2 separate regions of the Mus musculus genome follow, and region 2 is linked to region 1. A link is a contact called in public HiChIP or PLAC-seq data. All regions are on one chromosome and are shown on one strand. The core of a region is the stretch at or near the end of the contact, and the rest is flanking DNA. Distances in the headings are between cores, read along the strand shown.

Evidence for each region. HiChIP or PLAC-seq counts read pairs in DNA pulled down with a chosen protein or histone mark.
Region 2: an H3K27ac HiChIP or PLAC-seq map of embryonic stem cells shows a contact between it and region 1, with 5 read pairs. The contact joins two enhancer-like sites. A contact is called at or near these places in 3 of 115 datasets of contacts at active chromatin or transcription factors (bone marrow-derived macrophages, embryonic stem cells and pancreatic cancer cells) and 1 of 9 other capture datasets (liver).

What each region holds. Positions count from the first base shown.
Region 1 is chr7:132,778,653-132,783,416 of GRCm38.p6, forward strand. Fam53b (family with sequence similarity 53, member B) reads right to left here. Exons shown (of 5, transcript NM_001381858.1): 2 at 484-733. The coding sequence starts at 561. Among named protein-coding and RNA genes, the nearest start is that of Fam53b, 33 kb to the right of the region's middle. Within about 2 kb of position 2,114, at least 93 of the 459 cell types and tissues checked have an H3K27ac peak or open chromatin away from gene starts, as enhancers often do. A contact at or near this core is called in embryonic stem cells, where this site is marked.
Region 2 is chr7:133,113,329-133,118,092 of GRCm38.p6, forward strand. It overlaps a transcript of Ctbp2 not described here. Among named protein-coding and RNA genes, the nearest start is that of Gm35364, 7.8 kb to the right of the region's middle. Within about 2 kb of position 2,728, at least 57 of the 459 cell types and tissues checked have an H3K27ac peak or open chromatin away from gene starts, as enhancers often do. A contact at or near this core is called in embryonic stem cells, where this site is marked.

The DNA.
Region 1 (4,764 bases), core at 864-3,363:
GATTCGAGGAGGGTAGGTGACGAGACATGCAGTCAGAGGGCAGCTGGACTTGCCACCTTACTGCCAAATTGCGCTTCCTTTCTCTCTAATCTACCACTCTCGACCCTCAGGTGGTGGCTCTCATGCGGCACTGCCCTTTGAGACAGCCTTATCTCGGCTCGTCCTCTGGCACCCTCATCCTGGACGCCAGCCACCTCTCTCTTGAGGTGGAGGTGAACAGAGTGCTGGGCTACTCTGAGCCGCCTCTGGCGTGACCTTCCTACCCCGTCAAATCGGCTCTAACCTGGATCCAGCTATTGTCTCCCTGAGTACAAATCTACACTCTGCTCCTTTGCACACAGTCCCAGCCTCGACCCTCTCACAGAGCTCTGCTCACTTCCAAGTTGTTAGGCCCAGATGCCCATCCACAGCCACACCACAAGCCCTCCCTGCACCCCAATGCCACAAAGGAGGAGAAAGAAATGCAGTGCTTGAGGTCCTCACCAGTTCAGGGATGAAGGTCCTGTGTGCTCCAGAGTCAGCTCCCTGGTTGATGAGGCTTCTCCTTAGGATCATCACCATGGTAAGGACCTCAGGAACTGGGCTGCATCCCAGGCTGGGCACAGGCCATCTTCAGCGGGGAAGACTTGATTAACAGTGATACCTGGGCATTCCGGAGAGTGAGGTCACTAGAAACAGCTCCCCATCAGTTGCTCAGACTGGCCTCTGGGAATGGCCAAAAGTAGTCAACGGCCTGGAAAGACAAAAAGACAAGCAACGGGCTCAGCACTAGGAAAGCCTCAGGTGTAATGCAGAGAACTCCACAGGGATGGAACCATATCCTTACTAAAGGAGGTGCACTCTGGGAGGTCACCAAGGGCAAGAATCACTTTCTTAGATCTCTCTCTCTCTCTCTCTCTCTCTCTCTCTCACACACACACACAAACACACACACACAAACACACACACACCCCAGCTAGCCTTAGACATCTAATATAGCCAATGCTCTGCCAGAGACAGCAACAAATTTGGACCCACGAGACATCTTCAAGACCACAGGTTCTGAGGTGCTAGCAATATGTGGTTCCTGGCAATCCAGCATCTTATCACTGGCTGGGCTGGCTTTTGCAGGCACACCGAGCTCACATTAGGACAAGTTTAGACTGGCAAAGGATCAATATTCCTCATCCCCACATCCAATATCAAAGGGGGCAGGGGATGCAGAGCTGGCCACTGGCTTACCTCATCTACCTTCTTAGGAAAACTGCTACAAACAAATCAGGAAGGTCTATTTAAAGACACGTGTCCCATCCTTAACAGTTGTGGTTTTGTCCCTTTCCCCAGAGTGGGCCACACCAAGTGACCTATGAGCGACTGCCCAGACCTCCTCGGCACTATCACTTGCCAAAGATCATCAGGCAGCCTCCTTGTTCATGACGTCCCACCAAGCAAAGGAAGACACTGCACAGGTCTGAAAAGCCACTCCTTACAAGGTGACTTCCCTGATCTTAATACCCCATCCCTATCAGCCTGCGATTTGACCTTCAAAGGAAAGTCACATGGACAGAAGGACTGGAAGATCACCATCAAAATCTAAAAAATAACGGTAATCATAGCAATAAAGAAAAAGAAAAGCGGCTTCTAATCTGTGATTAAAAACGGACTGTTCAGCACTAATGTTTTAGAAGCTGCTGTGTGAAAGTAGATGGCACCTGGCATTCACTTCCCATCCAGCTTGTCAGCCATGTTCTCCTGTTTACTTCCACTGGACTTTACAGTGGTGCTCCTGACTCTGCTATTACAGGCCGGCTGGTGAGCACAGGAAACCAACCTTCTAACTTCTTCGAAAACAAGGTTCATCCAAAGTGCAAAATCAGGGGTGGGGAGGAGGGTAGTCAATGCATTTATAAAGCTTGACTGTTCAGGAAAGGAGGCGGGGGGGGGGGGGGTGGTGGTCAAGAGTCCCCCGTGGCGCTAGGAGACCTGCTTCATGCTTCAGTACCACATCAGTCTACAAACTGTGTGTCCCAACCAAGTGTGATGTGTTTAAGGAAAGAATGTCAAACCATTCCGCCTAGTTCTGGCTCAACAGCAGGGCCAGAAGTGCCCACTGGCCCCCTGCAGGCTTGGATCAGGAACAGGCCAGGAGGGGTGCCCCTGGATTCGCCCTTCAAAAGGGCCCTTTGTGCTGCCTCAGCAGGGGAGGCCTGATGGCAGCCATCACCTTCTGGGTGTGAACCTCAATTCAGCTCTAGGGCAGGCAGCCATTGGCACAAGGCCTGAGAAGTAAACTCAGCATTTCCTTCTCGGAGGTGACTGCTAGCCTTGGTGGTCATAAACTCGGAGCCTAAGACCAGCATATTTGGGTTGGAATCTTCCCTCTTGAAATATATTGATTTCTCTGTGGGGCCCAGTTTCCTTCCCTCTTGATAAATAAGAAATAACTCTAGCTGCCCTTAAGGTTATTGTATCCTAGGGAAGCAGAGGTCAAGCGTTTTCCTCTGTGTCCGGTTCATCTGAGAAATCACTGACAGCAGCTACTACCGCCAGTTTCATGGAGGAGTCCCAACCCTCTTTCCAGGGGTGGACATCCAGTCATCCTTTGCAGCTGACTTAAATTCCACCAGCAGGGGCCTGGCTGTATCAGGGTCCATCCCTCTGCTGAAACTGGGAGGCCAGTAAAAGCAAGACTATGGAGATCTGTTGCCATGGAAACATGACAGCCCTTCCAGCCACAGCTCTGCACAAAGCTGAAAAATGGGCATCCGTACTCTTACCAGCTCCAACCCCACTTTAGCCCCTACAAAGGGGAGCTGGCAGAGGCAGCACTTGGGGTGGAGTACTATAAGCACCTGTGTACCCGAGTGGTCAGTAAATGGCCAAAGGTCTGGAGAAGAAAGGAATGTGGCCTCACTCCTGCCCTCACAGCTCTGAAAAGTGGCAGCACTATATACAAGCTGAGAGCAGGGGGAAGGGCAGTGTGTGTGTGGGGGGGAGGGGGGTATTAAAGCCTCCCCTGCACGGAGCCCAGGGCAGGAACACCCTGGCTGCCCACTCACAGGGGACTGGCTAAATAAACTACAGTAGAGTTGTATGGCTGAAGGCTGTGTGGCCTTTAAAAACGGTTGTAATGAAGCAGTCAGAACACGATATGGGGAATGGTATGCACTCTGGCAGCCATGCTGCAGGACAGAGAGCTGGAAAGACCCTGAGCTCTGAGAGCCACGCTGAATGCAGACTTTATTCTGCAACATGGTGGCTCCCAGGAGCTGTGGCTGGAGCTGGCTTCTGGGATCAGCTGGAAGAGTCTCTGCCCTTTACATGCCTCAGCACAATCCCTTGAACAAGTTGAGCTCAGCACACACTTATGGAATTAGGCTAAATCGCAGCAGCTTCTTCGAGTCTGGGTATATATAGACCTGGAGAGGCTAATCCAGACCAGCAGAGCTTGGCACAATCTCAAGTTGCCGAGGATTCTTTCGACCAGTAAGTAACACAGGCTCAAAGAACCCCATCAGGGAATGCTGGTCCCTGTCCAGCGACCTAGACCAGTGTAAGAAGACCTCTTTCCAGAGAATAAGGGACAGGTGATTCCAGGAGGGTGGGTGACAAGACTGAAACCTAGCTGTCTTTGAAGCTGTCTTCTGTCTTTGAGGCTGCCGCTTGACCCAGCTGGCTTTCTCTGTAACCTCACTTAGAACAGCTTCTATCTACTGAGCACTACCTTGGTGTGTCTCTAAGGAGTCACCAATTCCCAGTGTAGCCATGTTAAGGGGGCATAGGGCAGGGGCATGGTGCTTTAGCAGGTATCATGGGACTGAGTTAATTAAAAAAAAAAAAAGTTATAAAAGCATGTGCCTGGCCACACCTGGCCACGCCTGTCTCACTTTACGTTCTCTCCCTTTCCACATAATGTGGTATCATTTATCATTTGCCTCCAACCTTTCAGAGCTGAGACAATTCTTCAGCCATGCCATGAAACCTTCCCTCTTAATAAAGTCTATTCTTTATAAAGTTACCCAGCTTCAGTTATTTTATCATAGCAGCAGAAAATGAACTAACAAGTCAGGCATTATAGCTCATGCCTATAATCCCAGAATTTGAGAGGTGGGGGCAGAAGGACTAGGAGCTCCAGACCAGCTTCAAATATATCATACCTGGTCTGAAACTAACATCACTCCAAAATAAAACAAACTCATGCAATTACCTACTATGCTAGTAAAAGCTGCTCTACACACATTAGCCGTAAAGTAGGCTCATGTTTCCCCATTTCACAGACACATGAAGAAGCTCACCAGCACTGAGTCCAAAAGCTGGGCTCGGATCCCTGGTGGATCAGCTCCCACGCTTGTAACTTCCCACAGGCGCCCACCTGTCCATCCCACGCGTGCCCCTCAGAAACCCACTCAGGCAACTACCACACAGCCTAGCAATCGATCACATTCCTCAGCGTTTGTCCTGGAAAATTAAACATGGTCACCTCAAAACCTGCCACAAATACCTTATTCACAACAGTCAAATCAGGAACCCATCCAAATGTCCGTCAGTGGTGATTGGTTAAACAGTGGCTCATCCATTCTAGGGAAGACCACTCAGCAGAAAAGGAGGAACTAGTCTCAGACGCCACGAGCTCCCAGAGAATTATTCTGGGCTTAAAAAAGTGACTCCCCTAGGGTTAAATTGCTATATGATACCATTTGTAACAAACTCTTGAAATGATAAAAGTATAGAATTGAAGACTAGCAGTTGTCAGGCGTTTGGAAGATGTGTCAGAAAAACAACACA
Region 2 (4,764 bases), core at 1,478-3,977, 340 kb after region 1:
GCTCTTTCAGGACCTGGATGCATACAGGCTCGCACACACCCATGCACCCACAATGGCTGTTAACTCCAGTTTCATCCAGAGGGTCAGATGCCCTCTTCTGGTGTTTGCATGTACTGTGTGCACAAAGTTTCGTGCAGGCAAAACATACACATAAAATAAAAGTGTGTTTTTAAAATACAGAGAAGCCTGATCTCGTAGTACAGTACAGGTCTTAGCTGCTCAGGAGGAGACTGAGGCTGCCCAGTGAATTTAAGAGCAGCCTGGTATCTTCGGGAGAAAAGGGATGAGATATAGCTGAGTGTGCTTGCCTAGCTTATGCAGGAGACCCTAGGTACCCTAAGCTAGATCTCCAGTACAAAGTGAAGGGAACCTACCAGCAGGTGGTGATGCGCGCATACACACCTCATTCCAATACTTGGGGAAAGGAAGATTGTGAGTTGGAAGCCACCCTACAAAACATAGCAAGACTGTCCCCACACACACTGTGTGTGTGTGTGTGTGTGTGTGTGTGTGTGTGTGTGTGTGTGTGTGTTAAGGGATAGCTCTGCTAATAAGCCTGATAGTCGGAGCTCAGTCTCCAGAACATACAGGTTAGAGATAATTGACTCTTGAAAGTTGTCCACCTGCAACCTGGACACACACACATGCGCACCCACAAATATACACAAATGGGATCCAAATGTTTTTAAGTGCAATAAATGTTTAAAGGCCTAGAGAGTCTACTCTAGGAAAGTCTCCCCACTTTAGGGTGGATCACGCTATCAAAAAGATCACTCAAAGGACAAAATGAACAGAAGCCGGACTTCTCACAGCTCCGGGGCTCTGGGGAACCTATGAGCTGAGGGCAGGGTAAAATGGAGTAATTATTTGAGACTTCAGTCTGAATTCGGGAAAAACACAGAATCTACCCCTTCCCTCTGCTCCCATGGAGGAGATAGGGTGGAACCAGGAAGTCCTACTCTGACCATTTTCCAAACGTCAGGTCCCAGCTCCATGGAGAGGTCATGAGCAAGTCACTTCAAAGTCCTTCCTTCCTCAGTCTGCCATCATTCCACCTAGGGAGACTGGTGGGCCAGAGCCAGATACAAGCGAGGGCTCAATTGACCATCCCTACATCGTTAAACTCTTATCATTAAGTAACAACGCTGCAAGGAGATCCGAAGTCGTGAATGAAGTCTACAAGACAGAGGAAGTTTAACGTTCAGAAATTGGTTCACCATGGAGAACCCTCAATCCAAGTCTAGATCCCGCTGCCCCTCCCCCTAGTGCCCAGCACCTCCGGCTAAGATCCCCAGGCCCCTGAGCGGCCACCATAACAAACACCCGCAGCAGTTGGCGGAAATGGTAGGTCTCAGTCCTGGCAGTTATGTGTCAAGCTCTATGGCCGTTTGTAGAGCAAATAAAACAGCACTTTAGAACTTACTGCACAGCAAACCTGCCACAGGGATGATACCCCTGTACCCCTGTGGGCCTTTCGCCCTGAAAGCCTAATGGAGGCGCTAGAAACATCTTGACCCCTCCCCCCCAGGTCAGAAACATTGGGTCAGGATCACTGTGGGCAGAAAAGTGTTCAGGACAGGGTCCCGCCAAGCACCTGGCTCAGCTGAGCTGAAGTTGGGGGCCCACTTGAATGTCCTCCCCACCAAGGAATCTCAAGTCACCCCGCCCGCAGCTCCCTCCAGGCCATGGAGGCCAGCTGGTGAGAGGGAAGCGGCAGGAGGAAGGAAGTGGGGGCTGGGGCACAGGGTCTATTACCATCACCTTCCAACACTTCCCTGCTGTTTAGATTAGCAAGTGAAAAGGCCCGGACCAGGGGAGTTTTCCCCGGGTCGGATGCCTCACCCTGGGCACAGAGATAGACGGGCGGGGTCGCCAGGTGCACACACCCCAGGGGCTAGAAGCCCACTTGGAGTCCTGAGATTCCAGATCCTCAAAAGCCAAATGAAAGGCCCCCCACGCTCCTTCCCCTCACTTCCCATCCAGACCACGCCCCCTCCCGGGGCGGGGCCAGGTGTGACCGAGACCTTCCTCTTAGACCCAGCCTCTCTTGCCCGCCTGGAAGGTCGCTCAGGACACCGGAAGTTGGTGTCCGACTGGGTAGAAGGCAGAGGGTCCTGGAGGGCCCAACTCTGCTCTACCGGAACAAGGATAGGGAAAAAAAAAAAAACACCCAGCCCCTCCGTGACTTGGAAAAAGCGACTCTATTTCTTCCTTGCAATAAACAGGAATTATTGTATTTACCCAGCTCGCAGAGCCTCGTGAAGATTAATGGCTGTGAACTGTTTTTAAGATAAAAAAACACTCCCAGATCTTACTTGTAACATTCATATATGCATATGGACATCTGATGCACTTAAAAAAAAAAATCACTCTATCCAAGTGACATTCATCACCAGATCTTAGAGCAACAAAAGAAAGCGATGGGTGCTCTCCGGACAATATCTGACCATGGCACGCACCTGAGCCACCAGCTCCAAAAGGCAGAGAGGCTATCCAGCCAGCAGTGCAGATTAGGATAACATCTAGAGAAGGTAGGGAAACATGAAACTTAAAATATCCGTCGTCCACTCCATTAGGAAAGAAAATGAAAGGGCATCTTCCTAATGAAGCCCATTAGACTCGGCCTCCACCTGGGTTTCTGGTGTTTGGAAACTCCTAAACACGGGGCTCCAGTGGTCATTCAAGCTATGCCAGTGCCTGGAGCTTGCACGATCCGGTCCTATCTGGCCAAGCTGTTCCAACAGCAAACCCCTCTCTCGAGGAACCAGCAGCGCCCTTCCTGGATTATGCAAGGTCACGTGACCGCCGAGGGCACTTTTGGAGTGGAAATGGGAGTTGGGGGTTCAGGATGTTAACCTCTTTCTTTCAACCATCCCAAGACTTGGGTTTTAAGGCAGGCAGATCTGAGTGTAAGCACACCAGCGTTTCACCGTGTGCGAGGCGTTAAGAGCTAGCAGTGAAGCACTTTATTTGGACTCGAGTAGAACACACTAAAATTCTCCATCAGCGAGAATAGTCACAACTAGGGTTCATTTAAAGGGAAAGTACAGAGATCCTCTCCAGCAAGTCATTTTCACCTGCTGCCCCTTGCCCCTCCTACTCCTCTCTTCCGATCAGGTGTAAACACAGTTCCAGGTTTCATTATGCCCGTTCGCACCCATAAAGCAATATTTTGCTGGCCTCCATATTAATTTTTTTTAACTTTCATAATAGGACCAAGAAAAACAAAGTATCCCATTAGGCCATGAGCTTGGTCTCTTAGTTCCTTCCAGACAAACTTCCTAGGATTCCATGACTTCAATAATAAAGTTTTTGTTCCTCCTGAGATAACAAGAGGCATGATGGGAGCAGAGCCACAATGAGGCCTGAGAAGGAAGCCTGGTGCTATTTTCCACATCATCTGAGCAGGCCTCACTATGGGCTGCTCCAGTAATACCCAGAGCCACTGCTTTCTTATCTCCTAGCAAACAATCTTTAAGCCAAGCAGTGTAAATCATAATTAGGATGTTGTAATACAAGAAGAAAGAAGCACATGCTGACCAGAATCCAGAAAGGAAAAAAAAAAAAAAAATCAACACCATAAACCAGGTAAGGGGTTCATTGCATGTCTGTAATCTCTGCACTTGTGAGGTAGAAACAAGGAAGGAATTCAAGTCTAGCCTTTGTTACATTAGACTAGACCAAAAAACAAACAAACAAACAAACATAGGGTAAGGTATTATTTCCTTTTCTAGTTTACAAAAGCTCACCCCCACACAGACATCTTCACCAGGGTTTTCCTGGCCACCTGAGGTCTAGACAAACCCAGTCACCTGCAATTTAGGATTAACATCCTCCAAACACCACCCAGCTTGGGGGATGAGAAAGGAAAGTTCTAGTACTTAGGACAGAAGTCACAATTCCTTTTAAAACTAGCATGACTGCTTGCCCCATTAGTCAGAACCCAACCATTTTATCACAATTTCTATGAAATTTAAGTCCACTCTAGCAGCCAACTGTTAAATCTACGTTAGGCCTACAGCTCAAGCCGGGCACTTCTAAGCACCCACAGGGGACCAAGCTTGGTGGATGGAAACTGCCAGGGGGCCTCAAAATTATGAGTGCACATTGCTAAATACCAGGTAGACGCAGCCCTGGGAATAGACAATTACCCACATGGTTCCAGTTTGGATGGAGATTTTTACGAGGTACCAGGAATGCCTGTCACCTGAGCCATCATGGGTCCCACGTGGAAGTGCGAGGAAAGGCTCTGAGAATGAAGACTCAAAGAAGCCTTTTCAGAAATAACAGCAGGAGCCACAAACAGGCAGGCCCTATAGCAAATAGTCAAGTATAGGATCCGGTCCCTAAAGGCAAAGCCGGAGCACAGGGAGGAATTAAACACAAAGTCAGGTCCTTCCTGGGATTTCAGTTGCCTCAGTGTCTGGCACTGTATAGATAGTGTTCTCCTAAGATCACATTTGAAAGGGGGGGGGGGGTGAGGGAGTTGTCATTCTTAATGCTTTTCTCGGAAACTGCTTCTATTTGCCCTTGTAATCTTTCCTCAAAAAGAATGCAGACTGCTAAGAACCAAAGCATGTATTCTCCTGGAGTCCAGTAAGACCACCTTCTAAGAAAAACTCAGGAAGGGAAGCTGGCCAAATTTCCATGCCTGACCAAGGCAGATGAATGCCAGGCTGGTTCCCATCCCTGTTGTGTTCTCCTGCAGAAGGGGAAAACTGCCCCTTGGCTCCCTTTGTCAACATTCCGCACAAACAATGGCCA